2 separate regions of the Mus musculus genome follow, and region 2 is linked to region 1. The links are chromatin contacts, called in public HiChIP or PLAC-seq maps. All regions are on one chromosome and are shown on one strand. Each heading gives the region's core, a stretch centred on a gene start, on an enhancer-like site or on the middle of the called end of the contact. The rest is flanking DNA. Distances are from core to core; before and after follow the strand shown. Region 1 holds the start of Atp1b3 (ATPase, Na+/K+ transporting, beta 3 polypeptide). Region 2 has its middle 13 kb from the start of Gm51656.

Region 1 (3,265 bases), core at 264-2,763:
ACAACCACTGGACTGGGATTAAAGGAGACTGGGCTCTTTTCTTGGCCCCATGGAATATGTAATTTTACAAAGAATCACAACCTCTGGGTTTCATTTCTGAACTAGAGGTTGGAATTTAAGAAAACAAAACAAAACCCCCCAAACCTTCCATGGCTCCTTTCAGCTTGTGATAGAGTGTCAAAGAGCCTTGCACCCTAGAGGAGCTCACTTCAGTGAACAAGTCATTTTGTGAGCCATATCTCACTTATGGTCTTCAATGCTTCTCTTAAAAATGCCATGCCCCAACGGCTCTCAGCTCTAAAAATCCATTCTTACTCAGAATGGAAAAAAAAAAATCTGTCCTTACCCATTAACAAAATACTCTTAAAAAAGGATTTCAAAAAGGTAAAATTGTCTAAATAGAAAGGCAATAAATGGAATACACTTGTCCACCTTCACTAACATTTTTTTTGACCCCTCACCTTAAAAGCAGCACAAAACCCAGAAGACCGATCAACTCGGATTCACTATTTCGTTTTAAAACAATGAGTTCGCACAGAGAAAATCTGTTAACATTCAACCACCACTCGGATGTTTTGAAGGTACGGGAGGAGGGGGTGTTTAATAGGACCGTCTTTCCCCAAAGCAAAATCTGCAAGGCAGAAAAGCGCTGTGATCTCCGAGGAGGAGGAGAAGGAGGAGGAGGAAGAAGCCCTCTCGGAGCCGGCCTTTCTCAGTCGGAATTCAAGTGCTTTTTCGCGGACAATGTGCCCCAGTGATTAACTCCCCGTCACACGTCCCTGCAACCCACACACGCCCGGAGCTCGCCCGCACTGTCCCGGCCGTCTGGGTGGCAGCGCCGCCGAGTCACAAGATAGCGGGCAGTGGAAATTTCCTCTCCCCAGGCAGGCGAGGGGCAGGTCCGGCTTCCCCAGTCCGCGCGGCCCGCGCCTCCAGGGCGCGCGCCCTACAAAGGAGGCCCGGCCCGGCCGGCCGGTCCCGCTTCCGGCGCCGCTCGCGGCGGGAACCGGCAGCACGTGTGCCCCGCTCGGGCTGGCCAAGCGGCCGCCCAGCCTCGGAGCCGGACCGCCGGGCCGCCCGCAATGAATGGGGCCGTCCGCCGCGCCGCCCGCCCCGCCGCGCGCTCACCCCAGCTCTTGGAGGTGCGCCCCAGAAACTCTCCGCTGCTCGGGTTGTAGATGAACAGCTTCCACTCGGCCAGGCTCTGGTGGAAGGATTTCTTCTCAGTCTTCGTCATGATGGGCGTGTGGAAGTCGAGGTGAACGGAGGCCGCGGGGCTGGAGGCGACGAGGGGCTCGGCGGCGCGTCCTGGCGACGGCGGCGGCGCAGCCCAGCGACAACAGCGGAGGACGGCACGGCCGGGAACAACTCTTCGTTACGAGACCACTAGAGCCGACTGCGCCGCGCCGCGCCGGGCGGCCGCAGGGGCCCCGGGAGCCTGACGTCTCCGCCCGCCGCAGCCAATCCCCGCGCCGCTGGCGCGCACCGCGGCCGCTGCCTCCCGCCCGGCTGGGCGCGGCCCAAAGGCCCAGAGCCGCCCGGATGACCCCGCCCCCGACAACACGCCACGCCCACATCTCCAAGGTCCGCCCTTGACGCCAGAGCCACGCCCCCAGCCAAGCCACGCCCCAGCCGGGCTACTTGCCCCTGTAGCCCCCGCCCAGGTGCGAGGAAGCCAGCGCGGCGGGGCTGCGGGCGGAAGTCTGCCGGGCACACTGACCGGCAGGGTGGTGGCCCGAGGAAGGTGGGCGTAGGAGGCTACAGCGCTCTCCACTGGAAGCCCAGGCCGTGGCTGGGCTTAGTGGAAGCCCAGCCTGAGACTTAGTGGTCAAAGCCTGGAGCACATACTTGGCCCCGGAGCCTTCTGCAATACGCCGTGGCGCGTTCTCCTTGGGGCTCTGTGACGTCTTTAAACGGCACCTGCTGCAGGGCCTCGGGCAGCGTTTGTAGCGTCTAGTGTGGACTAGCTGCTTTTGGGTTGCCTGAGGGTCATGGCAGTTTTATTCTAAATATGCTATCGTTAACCAAATGGAGTACAGTATACTTTTTCTCCAGATTCAGTCGAGCATATCAATGAAATCAATATAAATATTTTCCCAAGATTTCCGCTCACTAAAGCCTTGCTTTTTTTTTTTTTTTTCTTTTCTGGCTCGGTCACTCCAATTGTTAACTACAATACTTGATGGAGTACAAGGTTAAGGTTGTTAGAGTTAGGGATAGATGCCTGAACCACTCGGCTGGTGTTTTCTTTGCCACTGGTGGCCGCTACGCCTAGGCGGAGCCAGGAATTCAGGCTGCATTCTGAAATTCTGAAACACCATAAATGGGATTTTAAAAGACTCAAAATGGAAGTTTGAACAGAAGGTGAGGTTATTTTGATTTTTTGTTTTTGTTTCCGGAAAAGAGATGTTAAATAACCTCTGTTAAATAGCAATAATGAATGAATAAATGCAATCCCATTTTGTTTGCAATAATTTCATTAACCACGCCCACCCATACGTTTATGACTATCCAAAATCCAGTTTGGTTTTGTTTGTGACAGAATCTTGCTGTGTAGCTTCAGCTGACTTGACATTGTGTATCCCACACTCTTGTCCTCCTGCCTCGACTTCCTGGGTACTGAGATCACAGGCATGTGCTACCATGCCTGATTTACAGGGGATTTTTGTTTGTTTTCAACTGTTGTTTTTCTGGGGTTAGGGTTATTGGGAGAGGAGGGAACCAAGGACCATGCACATGACAAGCATGTCACCAACTGAACTACATCCTCCGCCCTCCAGTTATTTGTTTGTTTTCCAAGACAGGGTTTCTCTGTGTTGCCCTGGCTGCCTTGGAACTCACTCTGCAGACCAGGCTAGTTTCCAGATCACAGAGTGCTGCCTCTGCCTCTGGAGTGCTGTGACTTAAAGGCCTGCACTCACCTCTCTCTGCCTCCGGTTACTTTTTTGGTCTAATAACACCAAAAAAATTTTCAGAAGCAATTTGTAGAGTTTGACATGAAGCTGATTTTAGAAATACCAAAATATTACACAAGAAGCCTAGAATGCTTCTCTAGATTATAGGTAAGGCTAAAAGCTAAGGAATGGAAATAATTTTACCTCAAAACCTGAACTGCACACTAGGGTAGCTAGAATACTGATAGGATTAACTATGAGCTTTTTATATATGCAAACCGATGAAAGATACATCATCTATCTGGGATAAAATATAAAAATATATCTGCTTATTTTGTGTGTGTGCATGTATAACAAGCATGCTTTAAGAA
Region 2 (2,925 bases), core at 359-2,858, 87 kb after region 1:
GATACGAAAAGCCACACGCTGGAGGGAAATCCACGTTCTGATTTGGATCTGAACTGTCCCCTGAAGACTCGTGTGGTAAAGATGTGGCTGCCAGCTGGTGGACTTTGGGGGAGTGATTGGATCATGAGGGCATTAATATAATCAAGAGGTCAGTCCCTTTGGCGGCCTTATGATTTAAAGGCTTAATTAGGAAGTGGTGGGACTAGGAATTGGGCCAGCTCAGAGGAGTAGGACAATGAAGGATGCTGCTGGTACCCAGCTGCTGTCTTCTCCCCTATCCCCCTTCCTTCTCCTCCTCCCTTTTCACCTTCCTCCTTCTCTTTCTCCTTCTCTTCCCTCTTCCTTCTCCTCTTTCTCCTCCTTCCCTTCTCTCTCCTTCTCCTCTTCCTCCTGCTCCTCCCTTCATCCTCTTCCTCTCTTCTTCTCCCTCTTCTTCCCGCCCCTTTCTCTCACTTCCTGACTTCCTTGAGCAGCTCCATGATGCTCTTGCCTTACAAAGAGCAAGCCTGCTTTTCAAGATGTGTATTTTCTTAGAGCGGCATCCTTCTCACACCACCACTGGGACAATTAACCAGAAAAAAGTTCCACCCCATTTGATGACATTCCCCTAAGGGATTGGCCAAGATGTCTTGGAACCATGGCATGGACCTTGACCAGGTCATGTGACTGCCTGACAGGTCCTGTTCCTTTTCCTGGCGGCGGCGGGGGGGGGGTGGGGGTGGGGGGTACCTGTCCACAGCCTGTGCAATGAACTCTAGGCTCTGCAGGCCAGCGGAGTAGAGAGCATTATGTCTAGGTTCTCATGTCCCCATGGCTGTGTACCAAGTGGCCCACATGCTGCCTGAGTTTAACCAACATGCAGGGACTGACCATGGGGCAGCTGGTCTGCGACTGGGACCCATCAAGGCAGACAAGGATTTTTCCATTAGAACTTGACTACTATTGGCTAGCCAGGCAGCACGGCAGCTCTACCCTACAGGTTACATCCTAGTAGCCTGCAGACACCCTCTAGCTAAAGCTGGGTTGGGCCTGAGGACTGGGTGACCTGACACACCTTCCATTAAAATGAAACAGAGAGGGTCATCCTGACCCTAAACATTAGTGATTAGATGTGATTAGTGATTAGATGTGATTAGTGATTAGATGTGAGCTGAAAAGGCCAAATCAACGAGGGAGAGAACTTGGAGTGTGGGCTCTGAATGACGCAGGAATTTTCCATGACTCCAAAGACAGGAAGCAGGCCACCCTACAGCACGGGGTCTGGCTGTTCCAAGCACACAATCTAACAAATGGACTGTGGGTGCCAAGGAGTCTGTGGGACACCAGAGCAGTGACGTTCCAGGGGGGGCTGGTCCATATCCCGGCCTCCAGAAGCAAGGCTGGGGGACAGAGAAGACTCTCAGGCCTAAGCACACAGGGCTGGAGAACTCACAAAGGGCAGAAATTGTTTTAGATCAGGCTAAGCACCTCTGCTCCAAAAATAACAACCGTGTCCTGAGGGCAAGAGTATCTAAGCCTTTACATATCGAGGCTAAAGCAGCTAAAAACAAAGCCATTCAGTGTGAAGGAACAGCTGAGGGGAAAAGAAAGAGAGGTCCCTCCCCCCAAACAAACAACCTCTCTCACACTGTCAAAACATTGTGACTGCCTGTCAGCCCCTGACTATTTCCCAGAGCAGATATGGCTCGGAAAATTCTGGAATGAACTTGTCGCAACCCTTTGGCTTAGCCTGCTGAGCTTCAGACAATCACCTGTGTCACAGAGATGATTGCTCAGCACCCTGCCGCCAGCTCTGATACTCACCGGAGGCATGGAGATTTGCTGGCCTCTTTCTTTCTTTTCCTTTTCTTTTTCTTTTTTTTTCTTTTTCGAGACAGGGTTTCTCTGTGTAGCCCTAGCTATCCTGGAACTCACACTATAGACCAGGCTGGCCTCAAACTCAGAAATCTGCCTGCCTCTGCCTCCCAAGTACTGGGATTAAAGGCATGTGCCACCACCGCCCAGCTGTTTTCTTTCTTTTTTAAAATAGGGTTTTAGCCAGCCAGTGGTGGCACATACCTTTAATCCCAACACTGTGGAGGCAGAAGCAGAGAGATTTCTCTGAGTTTAAGACCAGCTTGGTCTACAGAGTGAGCTCTAGAACAGCTAGTGCTACACAGAGAGACCCTGTCTTGAAAAACAAAAATAAATAAATAATAAAATCGTGTTTTAAAAAGTGTGTGTGTGTGTGTCTCTGTGTGTCTTTGTGTATGAATGTTTATGCCTCTGTATGTGTGTCTCTGTATGTATGTCTGTGTGTGTGTGTGTGTGTGTGTGTGTGTATGTCTGTGTGTCTGTCTGTGTGTGTCTTTGTTTATGTGTGTGTGTGTGTGTGTGTGTGTGTGTGTGTGTGCACGCGTGCACAGATGTCACAGCATCCAGCGAGGGCATTGGATCCCCTGGAGCTGGAGTTACCAGATCCTGGGAACTGAACTTGGGTCCTCTGGGTAAGCAGCAGCAAGCGTGCTTTTGACCACTCTCCAGCTCTCTTTGGCTATTAATGCATTATCCCAGATCCGTGTCTCTGAGTAGTGAAAAATGAGTTTGAGAATGTAATCCACTGAGGAAATCCCCTTTCCCATGATTCTTAGGAAGATAGGTCAAGTTCATAGGTCAGAACTTAGAGAAAAACTAGCTTCACCACCACTCAGACATCCACGGAAAAGCACCCACTGACGGTGGATTGCGCTGTGGGCTTCTGTGGATCCTTTAAAACCTGCGCCATTTCATTTAGCACTGTCCCTTGATAGTGTAGTAGTTTCCTCTGACTAAAGCCTTCCATCTTGGAGGGAAACTTAAGAAACAGGACGTAAAAGGGAAGTAAAACAATGGGGTATTTTAGGACAGGGTGTTTATTTATGCAGACGTGAGAAGAAGAGATAAAAT

The links. HiChIP or PLAC-seq counts read pairs in DNA pulled down with a chosen protein or histone mark.
Region 2: a contact with region 1 is called in an H3K4me3 HiChIP or PLAC-seq map of forebrain, with 2.7 times the contacts expected there. The contact joins the enhancer-like site here to the promoter of Atp1b3 in region 1. A contact is called at or near these places in 9 of 39 promoter capture datasets (the C10 cell line, the HPC-7 cell line, the SN4741 cell line and 5 more), 21 of 484 Hi-C or Micro-C datasets (the 63-12 cell line, the C10 cell line, the HPC-7 cell line and 13 more), 17 of 115 datasets of contacts at active chromatin or transcription factors (the HPC-7 cell line, the SCID.adh cell line, T-cell acute lymphoblastic leukemia and 11 more) and 3 of 9 other capture datasets (adipose tissue, liver and pancreatic islet).

The regions. Positions count from the first base shown.
Region 1 is chr9:96,362,918-96,366,182 of GRCm38.p6, forward strand. It overlaps Atp1b3 (ATPase, Na+/K+ transporting, beta 3 polypeptide), which reads right to left and starts at 1,514. Exons shown (of 7, transcript NM_007502.5): 1 at 1,129-1,514. The coding sequence starts at 1,237.
Region 2 is chr9:96,449,838-96,452,762 of GRCm38.p6, forward strand. No RefSeq gene overlaps it. Among named protein-coding and RNA genes, the nearest start is that of Gm51656, 13 kb to the right of the region's middle. Within about 2 kb of position 1,609, at least 33 of the 459 cell types and tissues checked have an H3K27ac peak or open chromatin away from gene starts, as enhancers often do. A contact at or near this core is called in embryonic heart, forebrain, heart atrium and 1 more, where this site is marked.